Linked DNA regions of Rattus norvegicus: region 2 is linked to region 1. A link is a contact called in public Hi-C data. All regions are on one chromosome and are shown on one strand. Each heading gives the region's core, a stretch centred on a gene start, on an enhancer-like site or on the middle of the called end of the contact. The rest is flanking DNA. Distances are from core to core; before and after follow the strand shown.

What was found. Hi-C and Micro-C count contacts between places; a contact is called where the count stands out from the background.
Region 2: a contact with region 1 is called in a Hi-C map of prefrontal cortex, with 5 times the contacts expected there. The contact joins two enhancer-like sites. A contact is called at or near these places in 8 of 12 Hi-C or Micro-C datasets (the A7r5 cell line, the Rat2 cell line, Schwann cells and 5 more) and 1 of 1 datasets of contacts at active chromatin or transcription factors (oligodendrocytes).

The regions. Positions count from the first base shown.
Region 1 is chr14:79,952,820-79,958,974 of GRCr8, forward strand. Rgs12 (regulator of G-protein signaling 12) reads right to left here. Exons shown (of 17, transcript NM_019339.2): 8 at 4,448-4,627; 9 at 4,041-4,194; 10 at 2,894-2,970; 11 at 1,258-1,452; 12 at 929-1,002; 13 at 337-463. Among named protein-coding and RNA genes, the nearest start is that of Hgfac, 17 kb to the left of the region's middle. Within about 2 kb of position 2,527, at least 39 of the 93 cell types and tissues checked have an H3K27ac peak or open chromatin away from gene starts, as enhancers often do. A contact at or near this core is called in the A7r5 cell line and prefrontal cortex, where this site is marked.
Region 2 is chr14:79,985,803-79,991,957 of GRCr8, forward strand. The region is part of intron 3 of Rgs12 (regulator of G-protein signaling 12); the gene reads right to left. Among named protein-coding and RNA genes, the nearest start is that of Rps17l4, 20 kb to the right of the region's middle. Within about 2 kb of position 3,324, at least 19 of the 93 cell types and tissues checked have an H3K27ac peak or open chromatin away from gene starts, as enhancers often do. A contact at or near this core is called in the A7r5 cell line and prefrontal cortex, where this site is marked.

The DNA.
Region 1 (6,155 bases), core at 1,277-3,776:
TAACTTCTTCATCTGGCTTCTGCTCATAGTCTCCATGATGGCCAGCCTAAAACCACCGTGTTGATCCCTGAACTGCTCTGAGGGGAACTCTAAAGGTGGGGTGCAGGAAGCAATCTTAGCTCTAGGATGTGAGTGGCCTGGTGCTCGAGAGTGCTCCGACGATCTGCCCTCTCTTAGGCAGTCTGCTCCTCCATTCAAGGAGGAGGGGGAGGGAGCATACACCCTGGATGCCAGGCCGGGTTGGTCTCTGTAGGCAGATTTCTCTAAACTGGAGCCCACAAGGGGAAGTGGTATCAAGTTGCGCAGGAAGCTAGGACAACTCCAAATGACACTCACCAGCCTCACCAGCAGGCTACCCAGATCCAGGCCGTACTTGGCCACCACGGGCCGCAACACTTCCGTGACTGGCTTGGTGGGCTTGGCCTTGAGTCCCACTGACCGGTTAATTGGAACGAGATCCAGCCTGGAGGTAGGGCAGGGAGATATTCACAAAAGATCCAGTTCTGGCTCCACCACATCTCTAGAATCTCCTTAACAGAACAGGATTTGGCAGCTTGGGGACCCCAGTGACGCAGCCCCACCTTGGAAGGAGCAGTCTCCCGCATGTGGAAGGGTCTATGATACCCTACTGAGATCTACAACTGGGTCCAGGGCTGCCATGATGAAGGACTAAGCAGTCAGGCGTCTGCCTGAAGTCCTCTAGGTAGAGACTCCCGCCTCTTTCCCCACCATGATGTTGGGGCTCACAGCCCACATGTGGTGCCTGCCCCGTTGTCAAGAGTCTGGTGGGGCATTGACATTTTTTTATGGCCTGACATGGGACAAGTACATGCTCATTGGGTAAAAAGAGATTAGCAGGAACTAGAAGTCCTGAGGCTCAAACTGGAGGTTTTGGAAGTCTCCAGAAACCTGTATGCTGTTTTCTTACCGAAACAAAGTACGCTTTTCCAACCGTAGGTCCCTGGTGGCCAGGATGCTGCTGTCCTGATGCAGCACCAGAGGCTGAGGAACAAAGACACCAGAGTTAACGTGGGAGCATGTGGGCTTGACATGTAACAGCACACAGCTGCAAGAACAAAAGAGCAGTTCAAAATTAGCCCGCACCCTCTAGACACTGGGGTGTGCTGCCATGCACCCCCAACCCCTGGGAGCTCCACTTGCAGCTGCTCTGCTTCAGGGGCAGGAGATGGTCGTGGTGGTGTCAGGGGTGGAGCACCAACAAGGATGGGGGAAGCAGACAGAGCTGCGACACAGTACCTTGTCTCCGCCCACCAGGAAGAGGTCCACAGCAGCCCCATTGATGCCATGCCGTTCACACAATCCAGACAGGATCTCTTTGATGGAAAACCCGGACTTGACAGCAACCACACAGGATGTCCCGTCTGGGAGGTGGACACAGCAGTGTTTGGCAGCCTTATCTCTCTCGAGTGCTGAGGTCCTACAGGCCTCTGACTGTAGGATAGGAAGACATGTGTCAGTGTCTGGAGGTCAGGGAGTCTCCTGAGGAAGATTCAGATAGCCTAGTCTCATGTGCCCAATAATCTGCCTGTCCCCCATGCCGTTCCACATACACAGAAATTCAGAAGCCACCACAGGGCATCCCCTGACCCCAGAGCTGATGGTGTGGTAGGATGTGAGGCAAGGGCGAGGGAAGGTAATGGCCTCTCTCAACTGTGGTAACTATATGGCTCACAAATGAAGCATGGCTGCTGTCCTGCCAGACGAGATTACCCAGCATACCACTGTGCTGAGTCCACCTCACCTCTGCAGTCTGAGGTTGTGACGATGAGCTGCCTAAGGTCTGCAAGCCGTCCTGACCCTCAGGGCACAGACCTGTGAGACCTGCCTTACAGCCATCTCAGAACTGTTACTGCTTCTCCTGCTGTCTGAAAAGTCTCTTTACTTCAGAAACCTGGCTGGGAGGTGGGGACTGGATGCAGAAATGGCCAAGACTCCTCCTGAATCACTGTGGCTCCTCCCATGGAGTGACTGTAGAAGTGGCAGAGCCAGTTCTCGTCCTAGCTTCCCGGTCACATGGGGAGGAACCTAGGCTGGCCACTGGATGGCGACAAAAACATGGTCCTGCTGGCCCCAGTGCCATAGACCCATAGTTATCTGTGAGCTGTGAGGCACCGGAGGCCCAAATAAGGCCCGCCCAGGCACAGGAGCACCACCCTGCAGACACACAAGGACAGACACTTCATGTTTTCCAACACTAAGCTGGGGTACTGGGCAGCAATGAGCAACTGACCCATGGTGGCCTTGACAGGATATCTGGAGTAATGAAAGGAGAAATAATCACCTATGCTAATGTTAATTGTTGATGGATACTTTCAAATGTCACAGTACTGACAACCAACGTTTCCTAAAATTCTTATCAGGCAATGGTTGACAGTGTAGCAAGTCTTAAATTCTACCCAGTTCCCCTCACAGCAGATTAGCAAGGAGCAGGGCAAGCAGGCTGCCCTGAAGAGACCTGCAGGGCTACGGCTAGCTCTGCAGTGGAGGGGCCAGCTCCTAGGAGCCCAAAGCAGACACAAACACTGGAATGTTAAAGTCAACAGGAGGTCTGAGCCATCGTTAGAAGACAAAAGCCCCACTTCAAAGCATACTGTGTTCTCTTAGTGGGAGTTCAAAAATATGAACCACACAAAACAAAGGGACTTAAGAAATAATCTCCAAGCTAATTATACTCCTTATGTGCGCAGTACCCTCCCCATCTACTAAACCGTTTCCCTCACTGCCCTAGGGTCCTGGACTGGGAACCCAGGGATGGTATCCAATCCCGGCACTGTTTATGAAACACACGCTGGGTTCTCAATGAGCCAGGCTTCATTTACCAGTTGGTAGGTGTGGCCTGTGACCCCTGGAATGAAGGGAGGTGGCCACTCACCAGGTCTAGGCTCCCCGCAGAAGAGACAGAGCCTTGGGACTCCCGACGGCAGAGTCCTCCATTGGCATGAAGGGCATCTTGAAAGAAGGGAATGACTGGGGTGAGTCAGAAGCCACGGCCTCACATGCCTTCACTCGTAGAACCCCTACCTCACCCCTCAGATGGAAAGACATAATACAGGAAGGACAGAGAGACAGCAAAACATGAGAGGCCCTTCCATGCACCACCCGTTCCACTGGGGTTTAGTCAAACAACTCCCTCACAGCAGAGGTCAAGGTCGGGGCCACCAAGGAGGTCACTGTGGGGGCCCTGTAGGACTTGAGGCATTGCCAGGCACTAGAGAGCTGGGGACAGTGCTGTGCAGCCCAGGCCCGTGTCCCCGGTGGACTTGTCTTCATTTGAGCCATGATTTGGGTCTGAAGAAGACTCTTCCTGTGACCAGCTGGCTGCTCATTTTACCTGTGATCCGTTGCCCGTCTTCTTCCTCCTCACAAATCCCATGAGAGCCAAAAGTCCATCTCACTAAGGTTTTCTAACCATGATCTAGGCTGGCCTACATATCACGTAAGGACCAAACACTGTTTTATCCCAAGTCAGACTGACACTCAGACTCCTGGATCCGGTGACCTACTCTGAACAAGTAGCTTCTCGAGCATCTATAGACCCTGGATCAGACAAGAGTGTCTGAAGCCCTCTACAGATGACTCTGCAAGTCTTCCAGGTATGAGAGGTCTGCACAGGACACACTCCCCATCCCCAGTGCCCACCCACCAATGCAGTGGCTGATACACATTCATTGGCACAGGTATCAAACCATGCCTGGCCACAGGAATAGCACATTTGTGTTTGTTTCTATTGGCTTGATTCTGGTTTCCAAGCTTTCTGCTGAAGCACCTGTTACTTTCCTAGCAGGAAGAAAAGGAGCCCAGTCAGCCAGACACCCTGCTTTAAGGAGTTTCCAGAAGGTTTTGGAGTAGACCTACTTCATAGGCTGACTCATCCCCAACTCTGCTGCATTCCCAGGATTGGTGACATTTCCTCATCCCTCCAGATAGCTGCGCTGCATCTCTGCCTGCCTACCACGGTCTCTCACATCACCATGGCAGTCCAGCTCCCTCCCACAACAGCATGGTCTGCATCCACATACCATGGGCATGATCACCATGGTCCTTCTTCTTCTGGGATCGCCCCGTGCTCCTGCTCCTTGACCAAGAGAAAAAGGCCCCTTTGCGCTTTTTCTCACTATCCTCTTCCCCAACATCTTCATTCAGGGATCGTCCTGATTTTGATTTTCCACTTAACTGTCACCAAAAAGAAACACCAGTTAAGACACTCAAGGAGCCCCACACAGAGCTCTATGAGTAAGGATTCTGAGGAATAATGTAGATCCTTCAGTGGGTCAAGGGCACAGTCCCCTCTTTCACCACTGAGGTAGCCAGGGTTAGGGGGCCAGGAAAGGGTGTGGGAGTATCTATCCTACATGCCCGACCTCAGCTGGTGAAGGAATGGGTGCACACAGCCTTCCTCCCACCCCCACAAGGGCTGGCCCAGCACCTTTTTCGGTGTGGATACATTGGAGTGGTCAGAGCTGATGCTGTGCTTGGAAGCTGGGCTGCTGGGGACCTGCTGGGAGTCCGGGAGGGTACGCCCCTCCACCTCTGCCAGGACGCATTCTTGGTACAGCTGGGATTTCAGAAATCGAGTATAGCTGTCAAACTTCATCAGGTTGAAAATCTGTGGAGCAGATGCCATGCAGTATAGTTACAGAAGGAATGGTAACTCCTTAGGCCCTAGGTGGTACAGGAGATCTGTACCCATGAGCGAGTGGCATTTTGGAAGGATGTCATTCCTGCTAACCATCCCTTGGGCCCCAGAGCGCTCTGATGTTAGTTAACTCTCCAGGGATCCTTCTGGTCACACTCAGCAGCCTCCCTCTCCTTTGCCACTCTGGGGAGCAAAGTCATAGGGGTTATGCACAGCCTGAAAGGCAGGCAGGCAGACTGTGGCTGCACCCTTAGCAGGTCTTCATTTCCTAAGGACTTGGAAGGCAGCTGTCTCAAGGGTGAGGCCTGGAAGGATCTGCTTAGTTTTCAGCCAATTCCTGCAACCTAGTGGCACAGCAGCTGGCAGGGCTGGGGAGTGTATTCTGGATGGGTCAGATCACATGCTCTTCCAGAATTAAGACACAGACATGGAAACAGGGTTCCATGTGCATCCTGTGGTCCAGCATTCAGGAGTAGGTGAGCTTCACATCGGTGGTAGTGAAGCTCCACAGTGAGACCCTGTCTTAAACACCAATTACTCCTACTGCTAAGCACACAAGCGTACAAGTATATATAGTTCTGGATGTGTGACAGTGATGTGTGCTCATAGAAAGCTTTCTCTGGCCTGGGACAATGCAGTACCATCTGCTCTCAGATGCTGGAAGGGAGGCTGAACTTGCTCAGGGTCAGCCCTGCAATCATGAAAGACCATTGACCTTCTAGTATGTGCTGGGTGGCCAAGCAGTATCTGTCATGTTCTGCAGATCAAGTGTGTCCAATGCACTTAAAAAACCTTTCTCTTGTTTATTCTTATTTATTCATTCATTTACTTATTTAGTGTGTGTGTGTGAGTGTGTGTGTGTATGTGTGTGTGTGCGTGTATATGTGTGTATGTGTGTGAGTGTATGTATGTGTATGTGTGTGTGAGTGTGTGTATGTTTGTGTGTATGTGTGTGTGAGTGTGTGTATGTGTGTGTGTATGTGTGTATGTGTGTGTGAGTGTGTGTATATGTGTATGTGTGTGTATGTGTGTGTGTATGTGTGTGAGTGTGTATGTGTGTATGTATATATGTGTGTGTTTGTGTATATGTGAGTGTGTGTATGTGTATGTGTGTATGTGTGTATATGTATGTGTGTGCATGTGTGTGCATGCGTGTATGTATGTGTGTGTGCATGTGTGTGTATTGTGTGTATGTGTATATGTGAGTGTGTGTGAGTATGTGTATGTGTGTGTATGTATGTGTGTGCATGTGTGTATATGTGTGTTGTGTATGTGTGTGTATGTGTGTGAGTGTGTGTGTGTGTGTTACACACCTGCCATAGTCCATGTATAGAGGTCAGAGTACAACTTACAGAAGTTGATTCTCTCCTTCCACTATGTGAGTCCCAGTGATCAAATTCAGGTTGCCAGGTTTGGCAGCAAGAGCCTTTACTTGCTGGGCCATCTCACCAGCCCCAGTGACTTTTGAAAAGTAATATTGCCCCTTATTGGTTGACAT
Region 2 (6,155 bases), core at 2,074-4,573, 34 kb after region 1:
CCACAGCCTGGACCCATGTCAGCAGCACTCTTTCAACTGTGCTTCAAGGCAGCTTCGCACTTTTTATTTCACTTTCTACTGCTAGGAAAGTATGTCAATGGATATTTAGCCATGTGTGGCTAAATGACTTGGACTGCTTAAATTTCTAATGTAAGTAAGTTGTTTATGTGGAGCATATGTTAAGCATGTAGGTGACATGCTCATGTCTTTTTTTTTTTTCGGAGCTGGGGATCGAACCCAGGGCCTTGTGCTTGCTAGGCAAGCGCTCTACCACTGAGCTAAATCCCCAACCCGACATGCTCATGTCTTAAGTACTAGCTGCTCCTTGGTTCCTACCTTTTTCTTTTTTCTATTTTTAGGAGCTGGGGACTGAACCCAGGGCCTTGCGTTTGCTAGGCAAGCGCTCTACCACTGAGCTAAATCCCCAACCCGGTTCCTACCTTTTTCAATCCTACAAGCGACCGACTAGCTTCACCCTGATGTGCAGAACACTGTGGGTCTACCAAGCTCAGCTTTGGTCATGACATCATTTCAGAGCCCTACAATAGGTAGTTAGTCCATGGGAGATGAGCAAAGGAATTTAATTTGGCTAAAAGAGAAACTCAAGGTGTGGGGTGTGTGTGTGTGTGTGTGTGTGTGTGTGTGTGTGTGTGTGTGTGTGTTCAGCAATAGCCAGGCAGAGGCAACCTCAAACACATCACCAGAAGCTGGACTACCCCTTCCTCATGTCCCCCAGCTGCCACCAGCCTGGCTGCCCTCATTGTACCAGTCATAGCCCTCACAAAATCCTAGTCTCTTCTCATATAGAACATGCAGTATGAGAACAAGGCAGAAGGTTCCAGACACAAGAGGCAGAGGGCACTCTGGACACTGGATGAGCCACACCTCATGGCACACAGTCCAAGTCCCCTTGTCTACTCACGTCGTCCTTGCTATTCATTTACTTCCCCTCATGTCCCAGCTGTAGTCAACAGAGCTCCCAGCAGGAGCCTGTACAGGTCACCCACTAAAGTCCTACTCACCACCCCAAAGAAACAGTTCGCCTGCCACACAAACCCTGAAAGAAAAGTCACTCACTTTCTTAACAGGGCCAGTTTTTATTTTCAAATATTAGGCATACCCCGATACAACCTAGTCCTCTCTCCTACAACGATGACCACATGGCCCACCCTGCTGGTCCTGACATCTGAGACCTAAGGAAGAAAGAAGGATGATATGCCACTTGTGGCCATGTTGACTGTCACCTCACTCCACAAGGGGCCTTAAATGCTTCCAGGCACTAAAGCCACCCCAACAGACCACCCAGGAGAAGGGAGGGGCTAGAAGGGTATGAGCAGATTGGAGATGTTACCTGTTTTCTCTCTCCTCAAGTGACTCACACCAGTGCCCAGAACTAACACAGCAGTGCTCCCACACATGTATGTGCTCATGCAGTCTATCACATATGTGCTCCCAGGCTGCATAATTTGAGGAAACCATGGTCAGGGTTTTTGGCCTCTGAGAACCTCTTGTCTCTCTGGGTCTAACTGCTGTGAGCCCTGAAAGACATTGCACAGGACCTAGGAAAGCTGAAGCACTTCCTGCCTCGGGGCGAAGAAAGCACAGACATCTGTACTTTAAGAAGGCTGCAGTGAGCACAGGCCCTATACACAGAACCGCAGTATTCTTATGAGGCCCCATTTCAAAGACAGGCAATCTGAGGCTCAGAGGAGAGAGAGATTCCCTTGGGATCGGGGGTTTGAGAACACCCGCTCCACCTTACATCCGATACCAAAGGACTAGGGGCACCTGTCTCGGCCTCTGGCCAGCAGAATGAATCAGCTAGCCATCTGACCAGTGGGAAAGAAAATGACAAGAAGCAGGGAGCTGCACTACTTCTAACATAACCACGTCATCTGCACATACTCGACCCAGTGGGAGCTGCTCCACCCTGGAGACTCACCCCTCACCCATAGGGCCCCTTCTGGTCCTGCTGCAAAAGGAAGGGTATGGCCAGCCTCCCATGCACTGATAGTCTACACCCACACCTGGCACTGATATTCTAGCAGCTTCTCCTCCAGGAAGTGTGACTTAGGTGTTAGGAAGAAAGATTAAGCTATTCCCAGGAAAGGAAAAATTTGAAATCAGTATCCAGGAATTAATGACAATCTTTTATATAAGCTTAAATTTATTTTTATCTTCCTATCAACACGAAACCGGCACAAAAGAAAAATGCCATTTTTGTCTTCTCTCAAACTTTCAAAAACAAAACGCTATTACATATTTAACTTCATACACTCCTATAATAACCAAACATTAAAATCTGGTTGTTGTCTGTATGTTCCTCCAGAGCCAATTTGTTATATTTTGAAATGTGAGCTACAAGCTAGCAATTTAACAAGAAGAGAAGTGTTAATGTTTATCCACTTGAAACTCAGCATTTCAACAAATCTGATAGACTAGCATCTTTAAGAGATGTTAGAATCACTATGGGTACTAAAAGAAAATGTTTCACGCTTTCAGACAGGCTCACAGGGTACAAGCAGTGCAGGCTCACAAGGGGTCGGGGGACCCAGTGTCCCAAGAAGCCACACAGACAGCCCTGCACTGCGGCCATGGTCTCATCGCACACTCACCCATGGAGCTCACTCTGTCCTCGCTAACCAGCCCAGCCCTGCACTGGGGCCGTGGCCCTCAGTGCACACTCACCCTATGGATCCCATGACCCAAGGAGAGCAGCCTCAAAGTGCATACTGCAAAGTGTAAACTGTGGACCTGGAAAGCCCACAGCTCCTACTCCCAGACAGGTGAGGATGAAGTAGTGACCTGGACGCCAGACTTTCTTACAGCATTCCGTTTACACAACACTCAGCAGCTGGACAGCTTACCTGCTGGTCAATGAAAACGTCCGAATCATCTGACAGCCCCTTTTCCAAATTCATCTTAAGACAAGAAAACGTCCATAACGTGCCAGGTACCTGGATCTAAAACCCCATCCGACACAGCAGCGTGCCTGTGCATGTCAGAAAAGTTCAGACATTTCAGTTCCATGTGCTCCCTTCGTCACCCATAGCAACAGGACACCGAGGAAGCTGTGGTCTGCCAGAGGCTCAGACTCTATCTTGATCGTCTCATACAGAAGAGCCATTTATATATAAATCACCCCGTGAGATCATTTTTAAAGCATTTCCTCTACAGAATCTGAAGAGCAACACTGGCTGATGGGGTAATTTCTCAGTACAACAGCTGCAAAGAATTTGTGTTTTAGTGGCGTGGTATGGTTTGCAACCTTAATTACAGTTGCTGCTGATTCTATTATAAGCCTGCTCCATATGCACGCGCTTCCTCCGTGGCAGCCAGCAGGATCTAGTATGTTCCTAAAAACCCCTCCACCTCCACGCAGCGTCTGTGATACACGATTGGTTGCATTTGCTTCCCAAGTATGAACAACCCAAGAGTGTGTGAACCTGATGGATCCTGCCTTGTGGAAGCAAGAAGGGGAAAAGAAAATAGGGCTATAACCTGGGTCCCACTGCAAAATTACCTGCCACTTTCCTGAGACTCAGTGAACTGCTTATCCGGTGCCTCCAGGCCTTGTGGCTTGGCCAAGCAGGCCCCACAGTCCTCCATCACCCTTGAGTGAGGGAGTGACAGCCTCAGAAATTACAAATGAAGTGCCTTTGGCCCTTAGGCTGTGATGCACCTTGGGTCTGTATCAGGCCACCAGATGGAAACCCTAGGGCTAGACTCACCTTTGCTTTTCCTTGAGAGAGATGTGTGACCACAAGACAACATCAAGGGCTGAATGCCTTCCCTTCAAAGTAGAAGCTACAGTGAAAGCTGGCCAGGAGGAGAACTGGCAAAAGCTCAAGTCTCCTTAGACCAACGGCTTTGGGGGAGTTGCAGTCATGAGCATAGGAACAAAGTCAGTAAATGCAGCAAAGTGTAGGGTTCACATGCACCACCTTCGTCTCCCCCTCACCCCCCAGCAAAGGTGAAGGATGATAATATCCTACAGGGGACACAGGGGGAGAAGCCAACTAGGGCAGTGGCTCCCATAGCTACAGATGATGCAGATAGCCTAACCCTCCCCTTACAGAGCTGCCCCTTGCTGAAAGGGAGAACCACATCTACTCTGTCAGGAGCCTAGAGACTGTGGTCTGTCCCTTGAATCCAATGGCAACTAGCCATAGGGCACTGGAAACTGTCTCTATGCCAAAGAATCTAAGTGGCCTACAGCAGTAGAGTGACGATTGTCTGAGGGCCTAGCACTAATGTATAGCTTTGGAAAAGGTGCAGAGGACAGCACATCCTAGCCCACAAGCCCTCCAGACCCTAAAAACATCTATGAGTGATCAACGTGCATATGTGCCAAGCAATGGTTAATGTGCCTGCTGGGACCTTAGGAGGCAAACCAGCTGTATAACACTTAGGAGCCTCCTGCAGAAAGCTAGATGTTTACTTTTACCCTCTCAAACAAAAAGGCCTGTATCCCAGGTTGTTCAGTCAGGAATGACAAGGGAATAAAACAATGGGATCTTGTCTGTATGGATGCTATGGCTCAGACACAACCAGCCTGGGGCCTTAAGGTCACATCCTCTCCTCTCGTACATACTGTCTCACCTGGCCTCTGTAGCCGATGAGGTCATGAGTAAGGCTGAGAGTAGTTTCTTCTGAGGACAGGCCTTGAAGAGAGCAAGGCCAACACCCAGGATTGTGCATCCTACTGCTTCCTGACCCACTCGTGCTCTGAGAAAGGCTGATTGGCTGCCTGCCACATCAGGGCCCAAGGATGACAGATAACGGTGGTGGTAGCCAGAGCCTCATGTGCCTTCCTTCCTTCTGCCCACTCCCAGGGCTGTGGGATTATTGTCAAGCCTGGGCCACCTGGCCCAGCACAGTTCTCACAGACAAAAGCCTATGGCCAGCTCAGGGGCAAGAAGACAGGAAAACAGCAGTGGAGGGCCTCACCAAGACATTGAGATGTGAACAGAAAGCACTGGACACCAACTCAGAGTGAGTGAGTCACTATCCACTCTCCAGCCCAGGCCAGTCACTTCCCACAACAGCTACCTGAAGCCCAGCGAAGACTGAAAAGTCACCATCTGGCAGACCAGCAAGTGCATGTGGACTTGGCACCAGCCATGGAGTCAGGTGGAAAACTCAACCTAGAGTACCCAGAATACTACCACCTGGTCAGACAAGAAGCACCCACTAAGTGCCACAGAGCCCAGGAATTGCTTCACCAATGCTTTTGCCCCAGAGCAAAGGTAAAAAGGAGGTTTGAGTCCACAGGATGTGGACAAGGGACTGGACAGAACCACGGGGACAAGAGGAAAGCAATGACAGCATTGTAAGTGAGCAAAAGACCAAGACCAAACAGAAGTTAAGAACCCACGGGAGGCGAGCTCTAAAAGTTCTAGTGTAGGCAGGGTGCTCCCCCAGCCTCCCACTCTCAGCCAAGCATCACCCACTGGACAGCACCATGGGAGCATAGCCTATGACCCTCACTACCTCCAACCCTTTCTCACTTTGCCAGAGCAGGCCCAGCTCTGCCCTCCACCACCTTTAATTTACAGGATAATGTCTTTCTAAAAAATAATACATCATAAGCATAAATTCAGCGTTACTTGAATTTAGACAATTTTTTTTGTCTACCTGTCTACCACTACAGCTTGCTCCTGCCCTCGGGTTCTGTTGGCTGCTGTACTCCCAGAGCTAAACAGTATGTAGAAATGGAAGGGGCCCCAGTGAACAGGAACTGAATGAGCAAATACTCCAGGCAAGGAGAACCCCAACTGTGTATCTGAGCGAATAAAGAACCACAGTAGTTTCCCATACAAACGAAGAGAAGATAGGACTGTGGAAGACCAAACGAAGCAGTGTTCTAATCTACATTCTCTGAGAATCAGGAAAGGATGGGTTAAAACACTTTAAAAAAAGAGTTTATTTTGAGCTGTCTGCAGAGCCATCTTAGAGAAGGTGACACACTCTGCAACCACCGACTCTCAGGTCAGGGGAGGCTGCAGTGGAAGTAACCAGACCCACTAAATGTCACGAAGGCGCCTTCCCTCAAGTCCTGTCCTGGCTCCCACTTGGAGTTTTGCATGCTTTGCTAGGAATTGTGACCATGGTGAGCAGGGAGAGTGGTGGGGTCTATAGATAATATCAAAGCA